4 separate regions of the Mus musculus genome follow, and all the other regions are linked to region 4. Evidence: chromatin contacts called from public promoter capture Hi-C data. All regions are on one chromosome and are shown on one strand. Each heading gives the region's core, a stretch centred on a gene start, on an enhancer-like site or on the middle of the called end of the contact. The rest is flanking DNA. Distances are from core to core; before and after follow the strand shown. Region 1 holds the start of Tfg (Trk-fused gene). Region 2 holds the start of Tmem30c (transmembrane protein 30C). Region 3 holds the start of Tmem45a (transmembrane protein 45a). Region 4 holds the start of Cpox (coproporphyrinogen oxidase).

What was found. Promoter capture Hi-C pulls out the DNA fragments that hold promoters and counts their contacts.
Region 1: a promoter capture Hi-C map of liver shows a contact between it and region 4, with 3 times the contacts expected there. The contact joins the promoter of Tfg here to the promoter of Cpox in region 4. A contact is called at or near these places in 8 of 39 promoter capture datasets (the 3T3-L1 cell line, fetal liver, hematopoietic stem and progenitor cells and 3 more), 2 of 484 Hi-C or Micro-C datasets (B cells and pre-B cells), 2 of 115 datasets of contacts at active chromatin or transcription factors (fetal liver and microglia) and 2 of 9 other capture datasets (adipose tissue and liver).
Region 2: a contact with region 4 is called in a promoter capture Hi-C map of hippocampal neurons, with 6 times the contacts expected there. The contact joins the promoter of Tmem30c here to the promoter of Cpox in region 4. A contact is called at or near these places in 2 of 39 promoter capture datasets (embryonic stem cells and hippocampal neurons) and 1 of 9 other capture datasets (adipose tissue).
Region 3: a contact with region 4 is called in a promoter capture Hi-C map of hippocampal neurons, with 2.8 times the contacts expected there. The contact joins the promoter of Tmem45a here to the promoter of Cpox in region 4. A contact is called at or near these places in 2 of 39 promoter capture datasets (the 3T3-L1 cell line and hippocampal neurons).

The regions. Positions count from the first base shown.
Region 1 is chr16:56,716,185-56,718,884 of GRCm38.p6, forward strand. Tfg (Trk-fused gene) reads right to left here and starts at 1,266. Exons shown (of 8, transcript NM_019678.3): 1 at 1,001-1,266.
Region 2 is chr16:57,291,406-57,294,105 of GRCm38.p6, forward strand. Tmem30c (transmembrane protein 30C) reads right to left here and starts at 1,446. Exons shown (of 8, transcript NM_027651.1): 1 at 1,390-1,446. All of the region lies in intron 3 of Gm26800 (a long non-coding RNA gene), which reads left to right.
Region 3 is chr16:56,884,887-56,887,586 of GRCm38.p6, forward strand. It overlaps Tmem45a (transmembrane protein 45a), which reads right to left and starts at 1,277. Exons shown (of 6, transcript NM_019631.3): 1 at 927-1,277.
Region 4 is chr16:58,668,956-58,671,655 of GRCm38.p6, forward strand. Cpox (coproporphyrinogen oxidase) reads left to right here and starts at 1,253. Exons shown (of 7, transcript NM_007757.2): 1 at 1,253-1,995. The coding sequence starts at 1,473.

The DNA.
Region 1 (2,700 bases), core at 16-2,515, 2.0 Mb before region 4:
CAAGACAGGATTTCTCTGGGTAGCCTTGGCTGTTCTGTAGACCAGGCTGGCCCCGAACTCAGAAATCCACCTGCCTCTGACTCCTGAGTGCACCACCACCAACTGGCTCCTTTTTCTTCTCTATTTTTTCTTTCTCTCTTTTCTTTTCTTTCTTTAAAGAACCTTGATTATTCTAAAACTGTAAGTGGGTCTCAAAATCTGTATGACACGCAGTGTATATGGCAAGAATGTAACCATTTTCACTGGTAGCTATGTGAGCTCAAGTTCTTCTCTGCGGCGTACTTTCTGCACATGCGAAGGGAGCCTAACAAGCTACTTTGGTAGAATCTTTGAGATTACCTATCTACAATTCTCCCTACCGTGCCCAGAGACGGCAACTTAACAAAAGTTGGCAACTGTAATCAGTAAAACTGGGTAGGGCCCCAAGAGGACACTAAGCACGGGAGTGTACGACCGAATGGGGCTCCTTTCTGTGTCCTCAATCTACCGATTAACTCCAGGTCTACGCTCCAACGTCCAAGCCACTCCCGGGGATCAGGCACAAACGCTTTGGGCTTTCTCAAGCCCCCTTTCTATGTCTTCCATGATTCACCCTCCACCTTCCAAGTTGCTCTAGAGGGTGAAGCACCGAGCAAACGCCCCAGGCTTCTTCGATCCCTGGTTCTCGACCTCCGTAAGAGGTACCCCCAGGCTCCCCTCTACTCTCTGGGGCCGGAGGGAACAGGACTTGGGGTATCAGCGGGGCCAAACGCCCTCCAGGTCAGGCCGGGCCGGGCGCCCTCTCCTCCCCCTCCCTCCCTCCCTCCCAGCCGCCCCTCCCCCATGCCGGGCCGCTCGTCCGCCTCACCCGGGCCCTGCGCCCTCCCTCCCAGCCCCTTCCCACGGTCCCCAGCCCCACCCTCCCACCCGGCGCTGGGAGGTTCCAGAAGCCCTGCGGCCCTCCCGGTTCCCCCGACCTCCTCCTTGAGTCGCCACGCGCGCCTCACTCCGGCGGACATACCCCGCTTGCCGAGGCCGTCCACCTCAGCTGACCCGGCCGCTGCGGGCTCACTCGGTGTCGCAGAGGAGGCTTCCAAACCCCGTCCGCTCCGCCGCCGTCCGCCGAGCCTCGCCGAGCTGCAGGCTGCGCAGAGCTGGCCAATCGCACGCACCCGACGAGCCTAGCGACAGCCACGGTCCCGTACGTGGCAGGTGGGAAGCGCAGGGGCGGGAGCGAAGGGGAGAAAAAAAAAAACTGCCCTGGCGCCCCGCCTCCAGGCGCACAAGCCAGTCAGGACGCATGCGCAGTGGGTGAGGGGCGGGGCGGGCGAAGACCCCGCTGCGTCGGGTGAGCGGCCCGGCTTCCTCACTGGATGACCGAGTGTAGGAAGTGCGAGCCGAGGCGGACACGCATGCGCAGGGAATTACCAGCACTTCCGGTTTTCCGGGCAGCCAGTCTTTCCTAAGTCTGGCTGCTGGGTGGGCGGGGCGTAGTCTGCAGGGCTGGGTTTGCTACGAGAGCCTGGGGGAAGTGGGGCATCTGTCCAGAAAGGTTTGGGTCTTGTTGCTTTGTGGCTGTCGTGACTACGCGCTAGTCTGTCACATCTCGGAAAAAACGAACCCCTTTTCCGCCTTCTTTCTACACGTTCATTCATTCATTCATTCAGGATTGAGTGCCTACGCTTTGCCGAAAGAGTGCTAGGATGAGTCAGTTCCCCAGCTAAGCTCTACCCAAACATTTAGGAAGATCCGAGTTTAGAGGGCACACCCACCGGTGCAAAAGACAAACTTGGATAGTAAAAACCGAGGCTTCAAGAAGGCTTTTATAGGATAGAGATTTGACCATACCCTACACTCGCCTAAATTCAGTTTTCTTTTTGCTTTGGATGTGTTTAAATGGATGGAACTTGAGAATTATCATCCTGAGTGAGGTGACTCAGTCACAAAGGAGCAAACACGGCTTGGACTCACCCTTGAAAAGACTGCTTACACATTGGTCCCTGACTAGTGTCTGAGCAACTAGAATTCAACAATGCTTCCACTGTTCTTTATTAAGAGCCATCCCTTGTGTCTAAAGTGTTTGAATAAATGTATTTTACGCTGAACACATTTCAATCTGCTTGCAATCTGGGTGCCAGGAATCTTAGTACACAGCAACCAGTGGGTCCCGTAATCTCCTTTAACAAGAAGAAGAAGAAAAATAAATAAATAAAGCAAAGTGGAGTGGTATAATCTAACACTACAATCTAAGTCTTACAAGTAACTTCTGGCAGACTATTCACATGGTTTAGGGACTTGTTGCTGGAAGAAATTAAGTGTGTCCAGGAAGAAAGCTTAGATGTGTGCTCTGGTCTCATACAGACTTCTTTCTTTATAATTTGTTCTTTTGCTATGTTCCTTTATGTTCTTTTCTATAATACCGTATGTCCTAGACATGGATACAGTTCCCTATAGTATCTGTGCAAAAACCATACAATGCCTATAGATGTAATTTGAGCATACTTTTTATTAAAAAAATCTACATCTAGAAACACAGAGATCTCATTACCAGAATAATCTGGAAAGAAGAGGTTGTAGATTTTGTAGCAGTGCTCAGAAAGGACTTTAGTACTGTTGCTTGTCTGCTTTCAGGACAATATATTCATTCACTACTTAACTGGGGTACTATTTTGTTAATAATTTCAGCTTACCTTCATAGTCACAAATTTTAGTGGTGGCCTG
Region 2 (2,700 bases), core at 196-2,695, 1.4 Mb before region 4:
ATTTGTGATGCTACAGAAAGAAAAACAAACAGGGATTTGGAGAATATATATGCGTGCACTTAAGTAACTTCAACAGCTTTCTTTTTTTTTTCTTTTCTTCTTTTTTTTTAAAAATATTTATTTATTTATTATATGTAAGTACACTGCATCTGTCTTCAGACACACCAGAAGAGGGAGTCAGATCTTGTTATGGATGGTTGTGAGCCACCATGTGGTTGCTGGGTTTTGAACTTGGGACCTTTAAGAAGGTCAGTCAGTGCTCTTAACCACTGAGCCATCTCTCCAGCCCAACAGCTTTCTTTTTTGTTTTGTTTGCTTTCTTTTTTCTTACACAAGAAAGACCCAGGCAGAACACGTAGATCACAACATCTCGTTTTGCAGCTGGAGAGATAGCTTTGTGTTTAAGAGCACTGGTTGCTTTTCCTGAGGACTCAGGTTTGATTTCCAGCACCCATAGGGTGGTTCACAGCTGTCTATAATTCCAGTCCCTGGGGATCCGATGCCCTCTTCTGGCCTTCTTGGCCATTACATGCACACGGTGCACAGACATTTACTCAGGCAAAATATTCATACTCATAACATAAAATTAAAAATCTTGAAAGAAAAAGTCTTTCTTAAGCTCTCTTTGATCTACTTGTTGTAGGTTAGTGAAGTATTATCAGATACTCAGCCTTGCCGTACAGCATTGGCTCTGTTCTGAGGGTTTTCTGTGATGGCTATAAACAATCTATAATTATTCATTTAAAAATGCCAGAGGATACAGACTAAGACTTTTATAAAGTAGGCAGAGAAGCCATAGTGTGTGTGTGTGTGTGAGAGAGAGAGAGAGAGAGAGAGAGAGAGAGAGGAGGCAATGACAAATGTAGCGGGATTTAAAAGAATATCAAGAGAATGCAAATGCATACAGTAGATTTCCAATTCAGTATCAACCTTTATACTTGCAAAACAAGCAAAACAAAAGCGAATTACTCCTGGAAGAGTTCAGATGCAAATTTGAATCTGACCTGCAAGTGCTGACAGCCAGGCTGCTGCTGCCCACTGTGTGAGATGTCAGGGAACACTTGCAGTCAACATCTATAAACTGTTGTTAAATGAGCCTGGCTAAGGGCTTGGGCAGCAATAGACCCAAGATTAGATTATGTGTGCAAAACTGTCTCACAAGGCATCAGGCACGTTTGTGACACAAGTCCCTGGTCCCATGTTGGAACAGCTAATGCTCCGTAAGAGAGTTATCTATAGAACGAACCATTAAGAACAGCATTTCTTAGCCTTCTTATAAGACAAGGTGGCAAACTACAGAGTTTCACAGGCAGTGTATTAGTCCTGGCTCTCCAAGAAATAAAATCTCTAGATACATAAATATATATTATATAAGGAATGGTCTCACACAAGTATAGAGGTGAAGTCCCAATCTGCAGAGTCCAGCCAGTGTCCCAGTAGAGTTCTGAAGACCAAGAGACTGGTATAACCTTAGGAAGAGCCAGTTTTTCCGTTAGAATTCTGTTACTGGGAGAAAGGGAGGGGACAGCCTATCTGTTCAGGTCTTTAAAGGAAGGGATGAACCGCACTCACATTATGAAGGGCAATCTGCTTTAATTAAGTCCATTGATTTAAATGTTACTCTCATCATAGACAACCACACAGAGTTGTGCCTCACCAACTCTCTGGCACCATGTGGTTCAGCCAAGTAGACAATTAAAATCTCACCATATGGTGCCTGGAGAGATGGCTCAGGAGTTAAGAGCACTGACTGCTCTTCCAGAGGTCCTGAGTTCAATTCCCAGCAACCACATGGTAGCTCACAATCATATTATGTATTGGGATCTGATGCCCTTTTCTGGTGTATCTGATGATAATGATGGTGTACTAATACAAAAAAATAAATAAAATCTAAAAAAAAAATCTCATCATATGCAGTAAGTGCAAACTTTTCAGAGGCAGTATTCTTAAGAGAGATAAACCAGAAACACATTTTATATCTACCTATTATATTCACTTTTTAAAAATTTTTGATTTTTTTAATTATTTTTTTACATTATATATTTTGATCACACTCTTTCCCCCCAACTCCTCCCTAACACCCTAACCATACAACCTCATATTCTCTCAAAAAACAAAAATCTAATACTGACAAAAAAAATATCAAAATGAAACAAAAAGCCCACAGAAACAATAACAACAAAACAAATTCCCCCAATTGCTAGCAGGGTGTTATTAGGAGTGACTTTATTGCTATGTTCCTTTAGAGTAATAGCAATAGGTTTTCCCCTAGGGCCCATGGCCTACCTAGTCTCAGATTCTTGGTGACTTTAGCAGTTTCAAGTATGGGTTCTATCTCATGGAGTGAACCTCAAACCTGATTTTATGCAATACAACTTATGCTTGAAAATACACTTCATGCTGGCGAAATGGCTCAGCGGGTAAGAGCACTGACTACTCTTCTGAAGGTCCCGACTTCATATCCCAGCAACCACATGGTGGCTCACAACTACCTGTAATGAGATCTGACACCCTCTTCTGGTGTGTCTGAAGACAGCTACAGTGTACTTACATATAATAAATAAATCTTAAAAAAAAAAAGAAAATACACTTCATACGCTTTGTTTCTTAATAAACAAGGTTCCTTAACAACAACAACATTGATAGTTGGCTCTCTATTGGGTAGCACAGAATATTTAGCTGCATCCCTGGCTTCTACCC
Region 3 (2,700 bases), core at 27-2,526, 1.8 Mb before region 4:
GAAGCTAAAGATCTACTTGAGTCAAATCTTCCCCAAACAGTAACCAGCATGCAACAGAACTCTGAACTTCGGAACATTACTCAGGCAGAGGGAACCATAGATGTTTCAGAAGGAATGGGCCTTGAGCCACCAGCAGGTCAGCATTTTCCACCACCTCATTGCTAAATCATGACGTATAAAGTAGAACTATCTGTAAGCGCGCACGTATAATAAACACCGTGGATATTATTTTTGATGGAACAACAGGTTAAGTATGTAATTATAGGATTGCAGACACACAGAGAGGTCTATCACTTATTTAATTATTTTGTTAGTAACCTAAGAGGAATTTAGATCTCCCTCTTTGAGATATGATATTGGCACTTTCAACTACAAACTTAAGTGAAGGATCCAGTAAGTCCTTTATAAGATTCAAGTTTTAAATAATTTGTCAAACGTTGTGTTAATTCTAAATACACCAGAGAGTTTTCTCAGTCATCCATCAAAATAGTGGAGGACAGGAGGGGGAGGAGGAAGAAGAAGAGCAAGAGAATGAAGAAGAGTTAGAAGAAGGAAGAGAAGGAGAAGAAGAGGAAGAAGAGAAGGAGGAGGAAGAAGGAGAAGGAGAAGGGAGGAAAAGAAAGGAGAAGAAGTCGAGAAGAATAACTTTAGGATGAAGAAAGGTTTACAACAAAACACCAGTCAAAATTTTGTTCCCAAGAAATCTTATATGAGCACCAACTCTCCAACCCTCATCAATTTTAAAATGCAAACCAAACATTTCCCCAAAAACAGAAAAGAAAGAAGCCCGATATCCTTACAGTCTTTCCCAGCATGAGATGTTTTTCTCCCCTTAACAAACAGAAGTCTGGCAAGAAGAGCAAAGGCACAGGCTAGAGAGCTCAGCAGGACAAGGAGGAAGATGTCCCCAAGTCTCCACAACTTACCCAACTTGTCCTGTTTGCGCACACCTTACTCTCCCCACTTTGTCAGTTAGGATCAGAAGGCAGCTGAGCTTTGGTTGCTGTTTCTGTTCTTTTGATCTCAAAGCCCCATGAAAACTAAACTGTGTTGAATGTGATGTGGCCTCGCCTCACATGGGGGGTGGGGGGGAGGGAGAGAAAAAGATTCAAGCGTGGGTTGCTTATTGCTTCTTGGGGAAAAAAAAATTAAGTAGTAAGTGGCTAGCAGGAGGCTACGTGGGGGACGTGCCTTGCGGGTGGCAGGCCTGGAAGAGGCCCACAAACTTTCTCAGCACAGCTGTCCAGATGTGCTTCATCTGGTTTCCCCGGCGGGGCACTGACTGGGGTTGCAGTTGGAGGCAAAGCCTCCTCTCTGATTGCCGATTGGTGGAGCAGCCCGCCACTCCTGCGGGCTCAATCTGCCTCCACCCACTGGGCCACTCGCATCCTAGAAAGGAACTTAGCTGGGCGCGCTGTGCAGTCGCTGATGTGGCACTGCGTGGCAGTGGGGTCTGGGGTGGGGTAGTTGGAAGGGTCGCTAGAACTCAGAGCTTGCCCCTGCCCTTGGTCCGTGAGGGCAGGCCTTCTAAGGGACTAGTTTGTTTAAGCAGGGGGGTCGTTATCGTTTGGGACAAGAATCAGGATGAGTAGCTTAAGGGGGCAGGCATTTCCAAATAGAAGGGGTTGGAGAAGTACCGTACCCACGCCTTCAAATGGGCGGTCCAGTCCCGCCTCAAAGATTTTCTATCCACACCTTCTCTGGCAAAAGAAAAGTGGGTGTCCGAGAGCGCTATTTTGGGATAAAGGTTCAGGAATAATGAACCTTTTAGTAAGACGTGAGCTATTCAGAAATGTGGTCGTTTCTGTGAAGAAGCCCTGGGTGAGTGCAAAAAAAAAAAAAAAAAAAAAAAAAAGCTTAAAAGAAAAGGGCGGTGGGGAGGAAATGCTTGAGGATCTTTTACAGCTGAAAGGAGTAATGGTTGGGAAGACATCGCGAACTCTCATTTTGATGTCTGAGGACTGTAGAATTGCACCAAACATGTTTGATTGTGTATGAAGTCATTCGTGTCCTGTGGTGAGCTTTCAGAATCATCTGTGCTCAGTGGTGCACATTCTGTCATGGGAAGCTGCTTCACAATGGGCTGGTCATCAAGGAAGGATTAGCTAGCTTTTCATACATTACCGTCAACAGACATCATGTTTGTTGACTACTAGGACAGGCTCCTCACAAAAGAAAAAAAGATTGCTTCCGTTTGCAGGAATGTAGATTCAAGTTTCTCATGGCTATACATAATTGGCCCCCTTGGACATCTACAGAAGCCAGAAGGAAGAGACTCTGGAAGGCTGACAGAAGGTAGACCCACTAGAAATCCCAGCATTCAGGGAACCACATTATGGTGAGGCCATAGGCTTGGCTTCTAATCCACTGACGCTGAAGATGTCAGTCTGCACCTAGAATGTCCACAGAGGACATGTATTAAAGCCTGAGAAAGTGGAACCATTAACGTCAAGACATGATAGGAAGAAGTTAGACCACTGTGAAGCGTTATCTTTCTTTCTTTCTTTTTTTTTTCTTTTTAAAAATATTTTAACTTATTCACTTTACATCCGGCTTACTGCCCCCCACTCCCAGTCATCTCCTCTCACAATCCTTCCCCCATCCTTGCTCCCCTTCTACTCTGAGCAGGTGGAACCCCCCCCCCACACACACACACATACAGTGTCCCCCAACCCTAGCATTTCAAGTCTCTGCAAGCCT
Region 4 (2,700 bases), core at 3-2,502:
TGAAAGTCTTTAAGTAGACAAGGGTGGCCTCAAATTCATATAGGTCTACCTGACTCTGCATTCTGAGTGCTGGGATTAAATATGTGTGCCACTATGCCCTTCTAGGAAGATGGTGGCTTTTATTTTTTTCTCATACAAATCCGTTTGTTTGTTTGTTTGTTTTTAAGGATTCCAGTAAGCACTGTACATTAAGATTAAGGTGGAATCAGAGAACAGGAGAGAGAGACATCCAAACAGGCTGGAAGCTAGTACACAATTTGTTCAGGGTAAGTACACAATTAGTTATTTGTCTGGGCAAGTCTCCTGAATTTCCCATTTGGCTTATTCTTGGCTAGCTTCACATTAGCAGAGCAGGATCATAAAGGAGAAGTTTCTTACAGAAAATTAGAGAGATTCCTTTTCGTTAAAGAGCTTCATTTATCACCAGGAGGCCCAGCCAGACCCAGGCAACCTTCCAAAAGATAATTCTTATCTTTCCTTCTCTTCCAAGTCGGCCTCCAGCCAGGGCACACTACAGCTAAAAGTTAAGGGTTTCTCTCCTCTGCAAGCTTTGTCACTTCTCGTGAATTCATTTGCCTGCCACATCTGCCAGGCCTGAGCACGCATGCTGCTCCAGGTAGTTTGTGGTTGCATTTGTGTAAGAAGCAGGGGAGTGAACATATCGGTCAGAACCATACCCACTGAGCTCCAATTCCTGCTACAGCCAGAATGGAAGCTTGTGAAAGAATAACCAGTGGCCTCGATTATTATTTGTTAGTAGAAATTAGAATCATCAAGGATAGTTAAAGGGCAAATGAGCCCTTCTGATACTATAAAATAATGCTGGCAATGATATATGCTTGGAACAAAACTATTAAATGTGTGAGCTTCTGTCCTCATATTTTCAACGGGTAGGGCTATGGGGAAGAACAGAGATCCAGGATAGTAAACCGGAGTGCGAATATTTTCTCTGGATCTACTCAGGAGCCCACTACCCTGAACTCTTTGGGTAAGCCAAGCACAGGGACAAGGGTGCATCCTCCAGACCCACAGCCAGGACGAAGACAAGGGGTGTGTCTCCGAGTTGTTATTTCTGCCCGTTTGTCGTCAGCCTTCTAACCCCACTTTTGCTCACTGTGGGTGAGCGAGCAGGGCAATCCAAGGTGTACGTGACTAAAGCGCCTATCTTATCAGTCCAAGCACCTCCACAGTCCTCTGGCAGCACAGGAGGCCCGCGTGCGAGCAGCAGGACCCACCTCTGTGCGCAGGGTGCAGTCTTATCTGCTCTTTCCGGGAGCGGTCAGGCGAGTGCAGGAGGCGATAGGACGGGACTACAGTTCCCAGCAGCCTCCTCGGCTCCCGCCAGCAGCCTGCGACCTACACTCGCAGCAGCTCTTCCGAACTCCACGTAGCAGTGCTGGGGAGTCTGGGTCTCAGGACCCTGGGAGCTCCGGTGGGTCTGCAGGATCGGATTTGCCCAGTCCCGGCGGGAGATGGCCTTGCGGCTGGGCCGCCTGGGTTCGGACCCCTGGTGGCGAGCGGTGCTGGGCGACTATGCTCAGCTGCGCGCCGCGTCCCCGCGCTGCGCGTCCGCCCGCGTCTGCCAGCTGCCTGGCACGGCTGGTCCCCAGCCTCGCCGCGGGCTGGGCTACGGCCCCTGGGCTAGAGGCGGGTCCGGGCTGGGGACCCGGCTGGCCGCGACGCTGGCGGGGTTGGCAGGGCTGGCAGCCGCCGCCTTTGGGCACGTGCAGCGGGCGGAGATGGTGCCCAAGAGCTCGGGGGCGCGGAGCCCCTCACCTGGACGGCGGGAGGAGGACGGGGACGAGCTGGCCCGCCGCTGCAGCACCTTCATGTCCTCGCCGGTGACCGAGCTGCGGGAGCTGCGGAGGAGGCCGGAGGACATGAAGACCAAGATGGAGCTGATGATTATGGAGACCCAGGCTCAGGTGTGTCGGGCACTGGCGCAGGTAGATGGCGTTGCCGACTTCACTGTGGACCGGTGGGAGAGGAAAGAAGGTGAGGAGAGAGCTCCTGTTTCTTGGTTGGGCACCAGTTGCAGTTTAGGATTGGGGATTTAAAGTAGAACAGTTTTTACAGGGGGGTGGGGGTGGGGGGTGATCTGTCAGAAGGGACAGACTTGAATGACTGACATTGAGAGAGCCATTCGCTTTCTACTTGCAGATGTGGACCCAGAGGTGCCAACAATGTAGGACAAGTCACTTGAAAATATTGGCAATTCATAGTTGCACTTTTTTTTCTATAGGTTTGTTAAAGAACATCTGCAGGCAGCAAAGTGAAGCTTTCATGTTCAGTTTGTTACTGAACACGTCTCCCCCCCCCCCCCCCCCCAACACACACATTTTTTATTTATCCATCTGGGTGCATTTGTCCCTGCCCTATTAGAGGCAGAAGAAACACTGATCCTTTATGTCTGCTAGATTCCCTATGTCAAGAGTCTCCCTACTGTTTTTTGGCGGGTTATATAAGGAATATTTGATTAGTCTTCCAGTAGTTCTTACTAAATTGCATCATCAAATTTCTTGAAGGATTCCTTAGAATGCCATTCATGTTGAGTCATGTATTGGTGGCCATGTTGTTCCAAACAGAGTAGTCCTTCCCTGTTCTCCCCTCCCGCCTTAATTTTAAACTTGAGGATTTCTGACTTTTTCCAAGCTGGAAATACAACAGTATATCATCAATCCATTGTGAGTTATGATGCTA